Linked DNA regions of Anser cygnoides: region 1 is linked to region 2. The links are chromatin contacts, called in public Hi-C maps. All regions are on one chromosome and are shown on one strand. Each heading gives the region's core, a stretch centred on a gene start, on an enhancer-like site or on the middle of the called end of the contact. The rest is flanking DNA. Distances are from core to core; before and after follow the strand shown. Region 1 overlaps RIN2 (Ras and Rab interactor 2). Region 2 overlaps RIN2 (Ras and Rab interactor 2).

Region 1 (6,316 bases), core at 2,295-4,794, 87 kb after region 2:
CCTCATGTATACTCCTATACTGGAGTAAAAAAAAAAAGGACTACTTTGGCAATCTTCTCTGCTTTCTTCTGCTTCAGTGGTATTTTACCTGAGAAAGTAGAATTCAGAAGTTTCTTCCTCTGTCCAAGTCATGGTAAGCCATTGTGTAAACTAAGAATGCCTCTCAAGATCATGAGCTGATATGCACTCAGCTTTATTTCAGGGTGTGTAAATATATCTAAGATACCAATGTTACAAATAGTGAAGAGCTGAGTAGAGAAAACTATGAACAGAGGTTTAATAACCAGGTAGAACCCTTTTTATTGAAGAGGCTGGGACTTTCGTAATCTATTTTTAAGCTATTTGTGTCATACGGTTCACTTGCATGCATCTTAATCTTTTAAGCTTTAATTTCTCAGACAACGAGTAATTCAGACTGGGGTCATTACTGACCTTTGGTTTTAAGATCGTATTCATGAGCTTTTTTTTCTTCTGGATTGCAGAGGAGTTTTGGGCAGTGGGAATTGGAATGTTTTTTGTTACTCTTCTTTGTTCAGTGACCAAAAACGGAAAACATGTTAGCTAGTGAAGCAGTAGTTTAAGGAGAACTTAGTGCCAACTGTTGGGTCTGTATGCTGCTCTTGTAGCCCCGTACACTAAGAAATTTTGTTCTGCCAGTGGTTTTTAGTGGCTGTAGGCCTGCTCTTTCACTGATGTCTGTTGCAGACTTGAAAGCAAAGAAGGGACCTGATAACAAATCAAACAAGATCCACATTCCTAACAGAAACATAACAGGAACACACAGCTGTGGGAATGGCCATGTGTGAACGAAACCCCAAGCATCAGAAGAGCAGAGGGAAGAAGCTGGTAGAGTCACTCCCTGTCCTGCAGAAAGTCAGGCCATCAATAAGCAGACTGCAGGCAGAACAAAAAGGAATTGCTGGGGTTTCAGAAGAGGGAGGCATCAGTTTCTGTAGAGGTGCTGCCAAAGGGTCCTCACAGTTCAGAGGCTGCAGCCTTTCTGAACACCCTGGTAAAGCCCCTGCACACCCCAGAACAAAGAGGGTGTGCCCAGCAGCTGGGCCATCAGCAGAAGTAAGCTGCTGCACAGCTCCTGGGCATGCTGCTGAACAGACTCCTCTGCCTCTCACGTCCTTACTTGTATGTTACCCGTACTGCTCCCTGAAGGGGCAATCAGGGAGAATGCTCACCCACTGTAAATGCAGCAAACTGCTCCTTTTCCCTGGGGTTTTCCTGCTGGGATGTTTGGCACTGGCAGATAGCAGACCAACTCTGAGTGATAAAGCTGATTAGATTCCTTTCCAGCTCCCCCTTTAACAAAAACAGTGTTGGCTTGGGAATCAGGGACTTGTGGATTTAAAGCAAATTTGTAGCCATTGTCCAAGCTGATACTTCATTTGCTACCCAGAAAACACTGAAAAAGGTCCTTTGTCCTGTGGGTCATGCCTTGTCTTTCATGATGCTGCATGCACATCAGTCTGTGCATGGTGAATGAGCTCTGTCGGAGGTATCTGTCACACCATGAGCCTTTTGGTCTCCTTTTGGAGATGTCCGATAACTCTAAAAGCCTTTTGTTGTTCCAAAAGTCACTTTATTTCCCAGAACTATGCCAGCAGTGTGCATGAACTCAGTATTGCTGCAGTGGGTGCCAGTTCAGCAAAGTGTCTTAAAGCAGGGCGGCTTGCATCATTTCTCTGGAGAGAGGCAAGTAAGCCTAGGCTTTGTGGTGTCAGGGGCCTGGTTCCTGCGTCTAAGTTGAACCAGAAACTGCATGGTGAGGCCAGTGAGATTGGACCTGATGATGGTTTTTATTTTCTCGTAAGGTCCTTGTGTTGCAACAACACCTAGCAGCCGCAGTCATGGATTAAGACTCCTCTGTAGTGTGCATTTTGCAAATACAGAGCCAGAACATAGCTCTTGAGCCTGGAAACTGGTGACCAGAGTGTGCAGTGGGAGCTGACAGCAAGGGTTCAGGCGGGCAGACAGGAAATCACCCTCATCACAGAATTACACTCAGTCATAGGACAGAAGTAGAGGATGCAATCAGAAGAGTTGAAAATAGATTCCCTTCAGTACCAAAACAAATCAGTTCCTAATGGCCACTAAACACCATTGCCTGATGAGGTCAAGTTTTCTCTGTCAAAATTCACACACAAATCAATACTGCAGACTTACCATTGATGCAGTTGTTTTACAGTCATTTCTACTGCAAAAGCAGGGGAAATCACAAAGTCTCTTTGTATGTCTAACAAGGGCTTGCCGGTGTGAAGAGCCTGGGCAGCGTCACCCTGAGTGCACCTTCCTGTACCACGTCGAGATCTGTCTTTGAGCCCTGCTGCTAATCCTCCACAGGATCTGTCTGCGGTCGGAGGCGTCTGTGAATGCAAGTCCTTGGGATCTGGTTGCCTTGGCTCTGCGGGAATCTGGCTGAAAAGACATGCTGGTTTGAACATCTCATGGATGATTTTGAGTACCAGCAGAGCAGGGAAATATTTTTGGCTTTGTCCTGAGGTTTGGATAGTGTCCACTGTTTCCATTCTGAGAATGTCACAGAGACAAATTGCTGCCACAGTAATGAAAATACTAAGAGCTGCTTAAAAAAGTAAATATTCTTGGGGAAATAATGAGAATAGATTTAGTTGGTCTGCAGTGTACGAACTGGGATCTGGAGTGATGGTTGAACTCTGCAGAGAATAGCTAACCAGCAGTAAAATTAGGGGCCTGGTAAATAGAAGAAGCTTTTGTTCCAGTGAGCCCGGTAGATCAGAGCAGCTCAGCAATTACTGTCTTAGAGATATGTATTTTTAAGGCCTGGATTTTTTGGGGCCTGGCAATTGCTCATATTTTGTTTTGCTTAATTTCTGTGGGGAGGGGTAGGGTTGTTTACTATCAGTCAAAGCCCTGCGCAAGACCAAATGCTGCATCACAGGACGTGGGTGTCCTTGCCAGGAGGTAGAGGTTATGATCAAGGGACTCAGCTGGATGCTCAGCGTGTCCTGGGTGTTGGGATAGCTGTGATCTCTGTGTGTCAGCAGCAGGGAGACATCATGGTGGAGTATAGAAAGGAACATCTCTGCCTGCTGCCCAGGATTTGGTCCAGGACATGCTCATGTGCCGCGTGTCCCCGCACAGGGGCTGTCAGCTGCCTCCTGGTGTTCCCAGGAGGCTGTACAGGCGGCAGTGGCTGGCTGTGTGCAAAGCCGTCTAAAGTTTCAGCCTCAGCTGTTGCAGGACAGCAGAGTGGTTTGATGCTACAAAGGGACGTGGGTGGGGTCAGGGATTTCTGCTGCGCTGTCATGAGACTGGCCCTCGTGCATTTGCCTAGTGGTTTGGCAGTCAGTTTCACCTTCCTTCACCTGCAAAATGGGGCTGTCCAGCACAGCAAGCTATGCCTTTCTTTACTGTGGTTTCTCATGCCTCTGTGGCTCTCTGACCCCAGCGCCTTGCAAAATACCCAGAGTTGTTTGGACCCTGCTCTCACTGATGTGTCCGTTCTCCCCAGGGACCTTAAAGTGGGAATAGGTGGCACTGACTCACAGGTTTGGGTCTGTTTGGTTCTGGCAGATGGTTGCCTGGGGGTGGCCAGGGGAAGCTTACACCCTGTGATCTCTGCTGTGTTTGTTTTGCAGCTAATGATTAACTTGGACTGGCATACGCTTTGTTAGGTTAAAAACTGGCTGGATGGCCGGGCCCAAAGAGTAGTGGTGAATGAAGCCAAATCCAGTTGGAGGCCGGTTACTAGTGGAGTCCCCCAGGGCTCAGTGCTGGGGCCAGTCCTCTTTAATATCTTTATCAATGACCTGGATGAGGGGATCGAGTGCACCCTCAGTAAGTTTGCAGATGACACCAAGTTAGGTGCGTGTGTTGATCTGCTCGAGGGAAGGAAGGCTCTGCAGGAGGATCTGGATAGGCTGGAACGATGGGCTGAGGCCAACTGTATGCAGTTCAACAGGGCCAAGTGCCAGGTCCTGCATCTGGGGCGTAACAACCCCAAGCAGCGCTACAGGCTGGGAGACGAGTGGTTGGAAAGCTTCCTGGCCGAGAAGGACCTGGGAGTACTGGTTGATAGTCAGCTGAATATGAGCCAGCAGTGTGCTCGGGTGGCCAAGAAGGCCAACAGCATCCTGGCCTGTATAAGAAGCAGTGCGGCCAGCAGGTCTAGGGAGGTGATTGTCCCCCTGTACTCGGCTCTGGTGAGGCCGCACCTCGAGTACTGTGTTCAGTTTTGGGCCCCTCGCTACAAGAAGGACACGGAGGTGCTCGAGAGAGTCCAGAGAAGGGCAAAGAAGCTGGTGAGGGGTCTGGAGAACAAGGCTTACGAGGAGCAGCTGAGGGAGCTGGGGTTGTTTAGCCTGGAGAAGAGGAGGCTCAGGGGAGACCTCATCGCTCTCTACAGGTACCTTAAAGGAGGCTGTAGCGAGGTGGGGGTTGGTCTATTCTCCCACATGCCTGGTGACAGGACGAGGGGGAATGGGCTAAAGTTGCGCCAGGGGAGGTTTAGGTTGGATGTTAGGAAGAACTTCTTTACTGAAAGGGTTGTTAGGCATTGGAATGGACTGCCCAGGGAGGTGGTTGAGTCGCCATCCCTGGAGATCTTTAAAAGACATTTAGATGTAGCCCTTAGTGATATGGTTTAGTGGAGGTCTTGTTAGTGTTAGGACAGAGGTTGGACTAGATGATCTTGGAGGTCTCTTCCAACCTAGACGATTCTGTGATTCTGTGATTCTGTGATTATAAGCTTCTGATTGACTTATTGCTCATTGCAGGTGGGATGTAATAACTCCCCAAATGAGGCAGGTTTTGTGAAAATTAACTCGCAGGTCCTGATGGTCAGGCAGTTCCTCTCTTGTATGTTCTACTGGAAGACGGCAGTAATTATCTTATGAAGTTCTTTCCTGCCTTATATCTTCATTACAATTGCTGTAGGACTGATACATTTAAGAGCAAGAGAGAGAGAAAGCATGTGCAGAGTATTAAACACACAGTTGCTACTTCCCATCTTATTTTTGGCCATGACCTTTCAAAGAGCACACAGTCTGCCACCTTTGAATCACAGATGTAACCTTTAGTGCTCCCTTTGCTGATTTTCCTGGTGGCTGAATGCTGCCAGGTGCCTTCAGGCTGCCTTTGGGCAGGGGGTACCTGCTGCCACCCTCGGCTGCATCCTGGAGCAGGGCTGCCTCCAGAGCTGAACGGAGCCAGCAGAGATGTCGCTGTCCCATCTGGCAGGATTTGTCCTGTCCTGTAACAGGAGAGGTTGTGAGACTAGTTCATGGGACATTTTACTAGGCAGATGAGAGAGATGCTGTTGAGATGAAATTCCCTCAGAGAAGGTTCAAAATGTGGAAAAGTATCCCCAAAAGGCCATTTGCAAAGGCCTTGTGGAGGGAGCACTTGTGGCCAGAAGTCACAAGGCAGACTGCAGATGAAGACTGCTGCTGGGAAGATGCAACTGAGGTGATAGGAAAAACATACTCCGGGGAGGTCCAGGAGCCACTGAGGTGGGAGGACACATGGGCAGCCCCTGAGGCCCCTGCTGCACCTGCACTGCTTCCTCTCTCTGGACTGTAGACTGGGTCAAAGTGCTAGCAGCAGCTGGGCAACCCTCGGAACCATAGCACCGCCTGGCCATGGGATTTTTAGCCCATGCCTCCTGGTTCCGGCACAACTCTGTGTTTTGCTGCGGGAATGATGCTGGTGAAGTTGAGGCCTCCGGTATTGTTTTGGCAACCTAATGAACTGCTTGCCCAGGCAACCATAGCAAGTGGATGCTGGTAAGCTGCTTTACACTAGGGCAAAAAAAAAAGAGCTAATCAGAGAGAAAATCTATCAAAACAGAAATGCATGCCTAAAGGTGGGTGACAGTGAGAAATTAATGTGGTTCAACAACTCCATAAGTGTGTGTCCGTGATGTTTGTGGATCCCCTGTTACTGCAGGATCTCAACCTTGTACAGTCCCATGTGCGTTTGTTCTCCAGTGCTGCTGCTGGGTACAAAATGTTCCTTTATGCCCCCTTGTACAAAGAAGGGATAGTGCTTACTTAATTCATCCAAGCTTAAGCTATAGGGCTGGGAGCAGAATAAGGAATCACTCCTACATTGCTTCATCCCAAGTGAATACCTCCCCCTCCAGACTGACACTGCTCTTCAGTATAACAGATGGGGGGGAGCTATCTCCCAGGAAATGCACAGAGGTTCTCCAGTGGCTTCTCATTGAAAGTCATAAATGAATGTATAGCCTATTTTAATATAAAGATGAATATAAATAAGGCAGTGCCAATATCTCATTTTAATATGTGATGCTTCATTGATGTCA
Region 2 (6,483 bases), core at 2,606-5,105:
CTTTTAAGTTATGGGCTCATGGGATTCCAGTCGTACTTGATGGAGTGGGCCACAGTAAAAATAAATGTGTTTTTAAGAAAGGAAACTGTTTTGCAATGGAACTTGGGTATTCTGTGGAAGATCTGATGGATTGTGTTTGCGCACACGACTTCATGAGGGATAGATGCATTTTTTTCCAGTTACATCACCTCTAAAGGAGCTGCCTACGTTATCTCCAGAGAAAAATGCAGGTAGAAAATATCAACATTCTTCAGTACAACGAGGAGGAAAATACTTTCCCAAGTATATCACCAATCAATTATTACAGTTACATAGTAAGAATGCATGTTTAAAGTGACATCAATGGGGGGGGGGGGGGGGGGGGGGGGAGGAATGTATCTCTTTTTTATGATTTTTTTTTCCCCTCCAAAATGACTTGAAAATTCCCAGAACTCTTCCCCCCCCCCCCCTTTTTCCCCGCTTGTTCTTAATATCTAGAGAAATAAGACTTTCTTTCTGTAACTTTTACTGAGCTTGGGTTATTCCTTTTGTGATTGTGCTGCTGCCTTTTCCACTACATTCAGATAGGTTTAAAATGCTGAAGAGGAATTGTTGCTTCCAAATCGTTGAATTTAAAAGGTATGAAGAAACAAAGCAGTACTTCAGACGGATTAATAAATATTACATCTTACCCTCCTGAAGTGGTTTTTAAACTTCTCTGATACCTGAGGCTGCCAGGCTGCATTGCTGTGGTGCATTGCTCTGGGAATCTAAGAGTTTTATATGAAGCCTGAGACCTCAATTTCTAGGGAGGTGAAAAAAAATTGAGATACCTGTTTCTCTTGGAAGAAAACAAACTTGGGTTTCTGTATACCAAGCATGGAAAGTTGAACTATTGTAGGTTTGCGGGCTGTTAGCTGGAAAGAACCACTGAGGTCCTCTCAGATATTCCTGGTGAATGCTGGCAGTTGCCTCTCACCCTGCATGCCTGCTGCAGGTGCTCAGGGGAAAGGTGGGACACTGCCTTGCTCCCAGCCCTGCTCCTGTTTTCCCCTCCCTGCTAAGGCATGGATATGTTGGGAGGTGCTGGTCAGGTCTCCTCGCTGCCTCAGTGGCACGACAGCCCAGCTAATACTGACTGGTGCTGCAGGGCACAGTTGAACTGTGCTGATGTGCACTGTAAGTGCACTATAAGGAATTACTACCACTTCAAAATCTGTGCAAGTGACTGTGTTCGTGATGCTTTTTTGACCATCTTTCTGATGGAATCAGAGATTGACACTTAGTTAGCAGATGCAAGCTGCTCAGCCTATCATAGCCTCAAGACATTACTCAAATAAAAATAACAGCTCACAGCTGTAATAAAAGTAAATGTGTTTCAGATGTAGATGTCCTAGTTTGGCCAGATACCAGGATAGTGTGGTTTGTTTTTTTTACATACCTGAGATATACTTCTGTCATGGTAAATGCAAATTGTCCACTTAAGCATTTGAAAATATTGCTGCATTTTTGTAAAATGTCATAATTCTCCCCAGCATCCTATTTCTACCACGCTCCTCTTTTGTGAACATATTTCCTGCAGCATTTTATTATGCTGCTGGTTTCTCCCAGAGCGAATGACAGCTGGCTTTTTAAACTATTTTGGAGCTCAGAACAGATGCAAGTTCTCACAGGGCTGCAAAAGTCTGCAAGCCATGGCTATTCTATAGCACAAACAGATTTTGGGAGGAGGACTTGTGAGTAATTCAAATTGTTTCCTGTTGTTGACAGTAGATTAAGTTGACAACCTGTAGGCAAACTCTGGACAGATACAGATGTAAGTCCGAGAGGCTCTGTTGGTTGACATCAACTGATGGTTTAGCCCTCAACAACACATTATTTTCAACATTCATTTGAGCAGGTAGGACAGATACCTGTCCCTTGCCCAAAAGTGGGAGCAAGGAGGATTTTCTGTAGGACTGCACCAGATATTCCTGACCAACAGGTTATTCCTGCTCTATATAGCAGGGAGGAATACGGCAGCAGCATCTGCAGCTTTGGCACGTGATAACACCAGCATGGTGGGGTTGTGCGTAACCAGACTGTCCTCCTGTTCTTGCTCTGTCATTAACTGAACCGAAAGCACTGAGTGGCGCACAACTGCAGACTGCAAAACTGTTCTTTGGCATCTCACAGACGATGAGCTCCTGGTTGGGTTTCTGTGGCCTGCTCGCCCCGTGTGCCTTCCAGCAGCTCCCCCAGCTTATGGTCCCTGTGACATCAAGAGACAAAGTGCAGCTTATGGAAATCCGTATGCTGGCTTTCACTTTGTTTCACACTTGTCAAAACAAAAGAATATGTGTGGTTTTGCAGTACCATAAAAAACATTACTTATATTAAGGCAGAGGTAGAAATTGCCACTTTTAGATTTTAGGCTTAAGCAGTAAGGTCATTGTTTTTACTAATTCACTAATTTTATTGAAGCCATATTGGTATGGCCATTAGTGAACCCATAACAGATTGGTGATTTTAAAGAAGAAATAAAAAAAATAAATCTAAGCTACTCTAATTTTTTGGTTGTTAATTTTTTGGACTTGTGATATCAAGGAGTTAGGGAATGTAGTCACTTGTCTTAGTGTTTGTTGAATCCAGGTCTTGTAAAATCCACTGTTCTCTCTGACTCTGTATTCGCTCTTCTCATTAAAAATATTACATGCGGTTACGTATCTTGAATTATAATGTTCAAATTTGGCTTTCTTTGCAGATTAGATTGGTATGTCAAAGACTTAAGCTCCTCAAATTCTGGATTAGACAGATTATGCAGGGTTAGCAATTCCAGGTTCAGCAAGATCTACAAAAGAGCCTGAACAGAAATTTCTGATTTCAGTGCCTTGTTTTTGTTCGAATAAAGTTTCTGATCAAAGCACATGGAGAACAGTATCTTTCCTAACCCAAATAATGAGTAAGCTTCCTTTGCTCAAACTTTAGAGGAGAAAAATTCACAATGAATAGGGGTGAAGGAGGCTATGCAAAATACCAGCTCTGAAGAAGTGTGTTTCATAGAAGTAATTGAAAAGGGCGGCTTGACACGGAGTTTGAAATCCAGTCGTAGCTACAGCAAGTTCTGTTGCTGAGGTGGTTTTGTGTGAGCTTATGCACAAGTGCTGTTTTAAAGGATAACTTTAGAGGGCATGCACTGAAATGTAAAATGTTTCAAAGGATTCTCAGTTTTTGTGAGTTTCTGCATAGATCAGAGAATTACTCCATTTGAGTTGGGGAGGGGATGGGAGGCATTGCCTTTTATTTTTACTTTTAAATCTTGGTGGTCTTTGATGATAGGCTGATTTTTTTTTTTTTTGTCCATATAGTTTGTCTCTTGGGCTGAGCTCTTGAGTTGACATCTGCAGTGGCTCTTGCCTTTGTGTGTAGCATGCCTGTGTTATCCCTGCATGTATGCAGCTTTCCATCTTGCTTACAGGCTGAGAAGCTGCATGTTAACTCAAAGCAACGTTTTAGCAGAGCCTGAGGTTTGAGGCTTTTTGACCTGGCCCCAAGCTGGTCCAAGCTTCAAGTGTCCACTAATATTTAACCTATGGCAAATTATAGTTGAGTGCTTATGGACAGAGGTGTGAGAGCCACGTGAGCACCAAATGAACCCATTGCCTGCAGTATATGCTGGAGGAATTCAGAGTAGTGGGCCCAGTACCGGGCACCTCTGCTGCTGGACAAGCCGATGGCCTCGCTGTTGCTGCAGTGAATGCAGCAAATTATACTTGTGCCGTGACCCTGGGCCTCACTGCAGAGGGGTGCCGTAGGCTTGCGGCGAGAGGCAGCATGAGAGAGCAAACTTGCTGGGGGGGTTGCGCCGCAGCAGGGGTCATTAAGCTTAAGCCAAAGCAACAGAAAACTTCCTAAATCCTAGTTCTGTCCCCCCGAGGAGAGATCACTGATAACAGAGACAGAATTTGGGATGATGGTGCAGGGCTGTAGGTAAAATGTGAGAGCTACCCAACATGAGGGCGGGCTCAGCGTGTGCTTCTGGCTCTCTTAAGCAAGGTCTGTACGAAGCACCATGTAAACATTGGTGGGGCAATGCTCCAAGTTGATCGTGCCAAATTAAAGGATCTGTAGGTCCAAAGTGCAGTCATGTGGTTGCTCAGGTTTGTTGCCAGCATGGTGCCAATCCCCCTAAAATCCCCAGAGACCCTGCGGAGGTGTGCTCGGGGAGGGCATCCTGCAGGCCCCAGGCATCCAGCCCTGGTGCAGGGAGCGCGTTACCCTGACATGGGGCCCAGCGTGGGATCTGTCAGCATCATTCCAGGTAGGCTTTAAAAAAGGTTGACGCCGCTTAATAAAGGAGTTGTTCACGCTATACAGTCTTTTGTTTAAAATATAGCTGCAACCATCGTGTTGTGTGGGTTGAGTTGTAATTTGCAAAATGTCACTGCTGACAAGAGAGCAGGTCGGTTAAAATGGAGGCAGTTGAAAGGTCTGGGGCTGAGGCACGGGCGCCTCATCACAGCCTGCTGAGAGGCTGCGGGTGCCCTAGCCTTCTCTGTGCTGATGCTTCTCAGACCAGCATGGGGCTAGTGGGAGCATATGCATCTGTTACAACCTAAATTGCTTCCTCACAGCTAGAAAGTAATGTAGATCACTTCTGCTCTTCCCCTGCCAAAATTGTCCTTCTGTAGTTGCCAGCACACCAGCAAAGCAGGCATAACATGGGAAAGAAGAGGATGTGGGACTGCCAGCCTGGTGGGCTGACATCCACTGTTAGGGCCAGCTCTGCCAGCAGAGGACAGGGCCACCTCCTGCTCGGAGAACAGCCTTCATGGGGGTTAAGGCCAGGTGAGGAGGAGCAGCAGGGTGCCCCACGTCTTCCCAGAGGCCAGGCAGCAGTCACAGCAGCTGTCCTGCTGGGGCTGAGGTGGCAGCTGCGGCAGCAGGGCGTGGCTCGCAGAGGTGTTGCCTGGTCCTTCTGTCACCCAGCTGTGATGTACTTCAGAATCTGCTCTGTGTGATGTGACTGCACTACCCCATGTAAAAGGGTCTGACCTGGAGGTGGAACAGTAATAGAGCTGTTGTTGTTCCGTTGTTCTGAAAGATCTTGTGGCCTTTAGTGCTTTAGTACTATCCCAAAGAGAAAAAAGGAGGCCAGGCATGGAAATTTCGACTCGTCTGAGCCCTAACTAAACATTTGTTTAAGTTATTTTTATTTAGTGAAACACTGAAGTGTGAAGCTTCCAGATGAAAGGGTTTTGTTCATACTTCTGCTAAGACCGTTTCTACAAGCTTACACCTATAGAGAGGAGCCTTCAGCAATACAAATACAATTTTCTCCTCTTTTAAAGTCCCTTTGTGCTGCTAGAAGGGTGGAGAGAGTAAGGCTGATAATGAAGAAAATCAGAGCGAATAGTTATATGCACATGCTTTATATTTCAGTGTGTTCTGGAATTTTACAAATTACACATGAACGTGTAAACGAGGGCCTCAAGTTGTAATTTAAATTTCACTGCCTTCAGGGGTGAAAGCTGATGTAACTCCAAGATCCATCCCAGAAGAAGTCTTATTAGAGTTTCTGTTTTAAATTTGTTATTTTTGAGCTATTACTGTAAAAGAAGAAAAATAACATCTGGCCACATATCACAAACTGGATTTCTGTTGCTTGTTTTTTGCAATTCTTGCTAGTAGTATTTAAAAATCAAAGGTCCAGATTTTCCACTGATGTAAATTATTACTAGTTCCATTGATTTCATTTTGTTTACACTAGTTTTAAACAACTGAGGATGTAGTACAACATCCAAAGTCAAGATTTAATACGATCAGGATGGAGTCTTTATCATGTGTCATTTGCATTTTAAACAGTGCTTAATTGTATAGTTTTTATACACACATGCGTGCATTGACTTACTTATGCATGCTCAGAATAATGGTTTTATGTATTAATGTTGAAGCAGTTTAATTTAGTGCACAGCAGTGGGTAAAATGAAAGTATTTAATTAAAATGGATTTTTTTTTCATGGACTGCGTAAAGAATTTTCCAGATACTGGTTACCCATATGTGCAAACTCTTTGTTACTTCCTTGCTGTCCCTGTTAGGAAGAGGAGAAAAGAGCTCTTTTCCTTTCCTTCACTCTGATAGCTCAGACAGCTATAGTGGGCAGCTCCCTTGGTGGTTAGCTGTCATACTGGGTTAAGGAACAGATCTCCTGTTTAGGTTTTTCAGAGAGGTTCACAGTCATGATCAGATCAAAGTCTTTCGTGCCAGGTGTTATAAAACCACACAGTAAGAGGAATTTTCTATGCTGTTCTTACAGTCTGAGTCAATGAGGCTTAAGGTAACCTCTAACACAAATGATCCCCTGGGTCTCTTGAGAAGCCAGGGAGAGAAGCACTGTTCTGTTTCTTAAGTCAGTGCTTTAGCCCTTCAGCTGTTCTGCCACAAAACCTCATCCACAGAAGAGATGATAGCTGTTATCCTTGCTAAGTCTATTTGCAGCAGCCTTCCTCTTCTGCTTCCAAAAT

Evidence for each region. A called contact is a pair of places that touch in the nucleus more often than the background predicts.
Region 1: a Hi-C map of liver shows a contact between it and region 2, with 9 times the contacts expected there. The contact joins two enhancer-like sites. A contact is called at or near these places in 2 of 7 Hi-C or Micro-C datasets (both in liver).

Annotation. Positions count from the first base shown.
Region 1 is chr3:11,295,872-11,302,187 of Taihu_goose_T2T_genome, forward strand. The region is part of intron 6 of RIN2 (Ras and Rab interactor 2); the gene reads left to right. Among named protein-coding and RNA genes, the nearest start is that of RIN2, 140 kb to the left of the region's middle. Within about 2 kb of position 3,545, at least 3 of the 3 cell types and tissues checked have open chromatin away from gene starts, as enhancers often do. A contact at or near this core is called in liver, where this site is marked.
Region 2 is chr3:11,208,731-11,215,213 of Taihu_goose_T2T_genome, forward strand. The region is part of intron 2 of RIN2 (Ras and Rab interactor 2); the gene reads left to right. Among named protein-coding and RNA genes, the nearest start is that of RIN2, 52 kb to the left of the region's middle. Within about 2 kb of position 3,856, at least 1 of the 3 cell types and tissues checked has open chromatin away from gene starts, as enhancers often do. A contact at or near this core is called in liver, where this site is marked.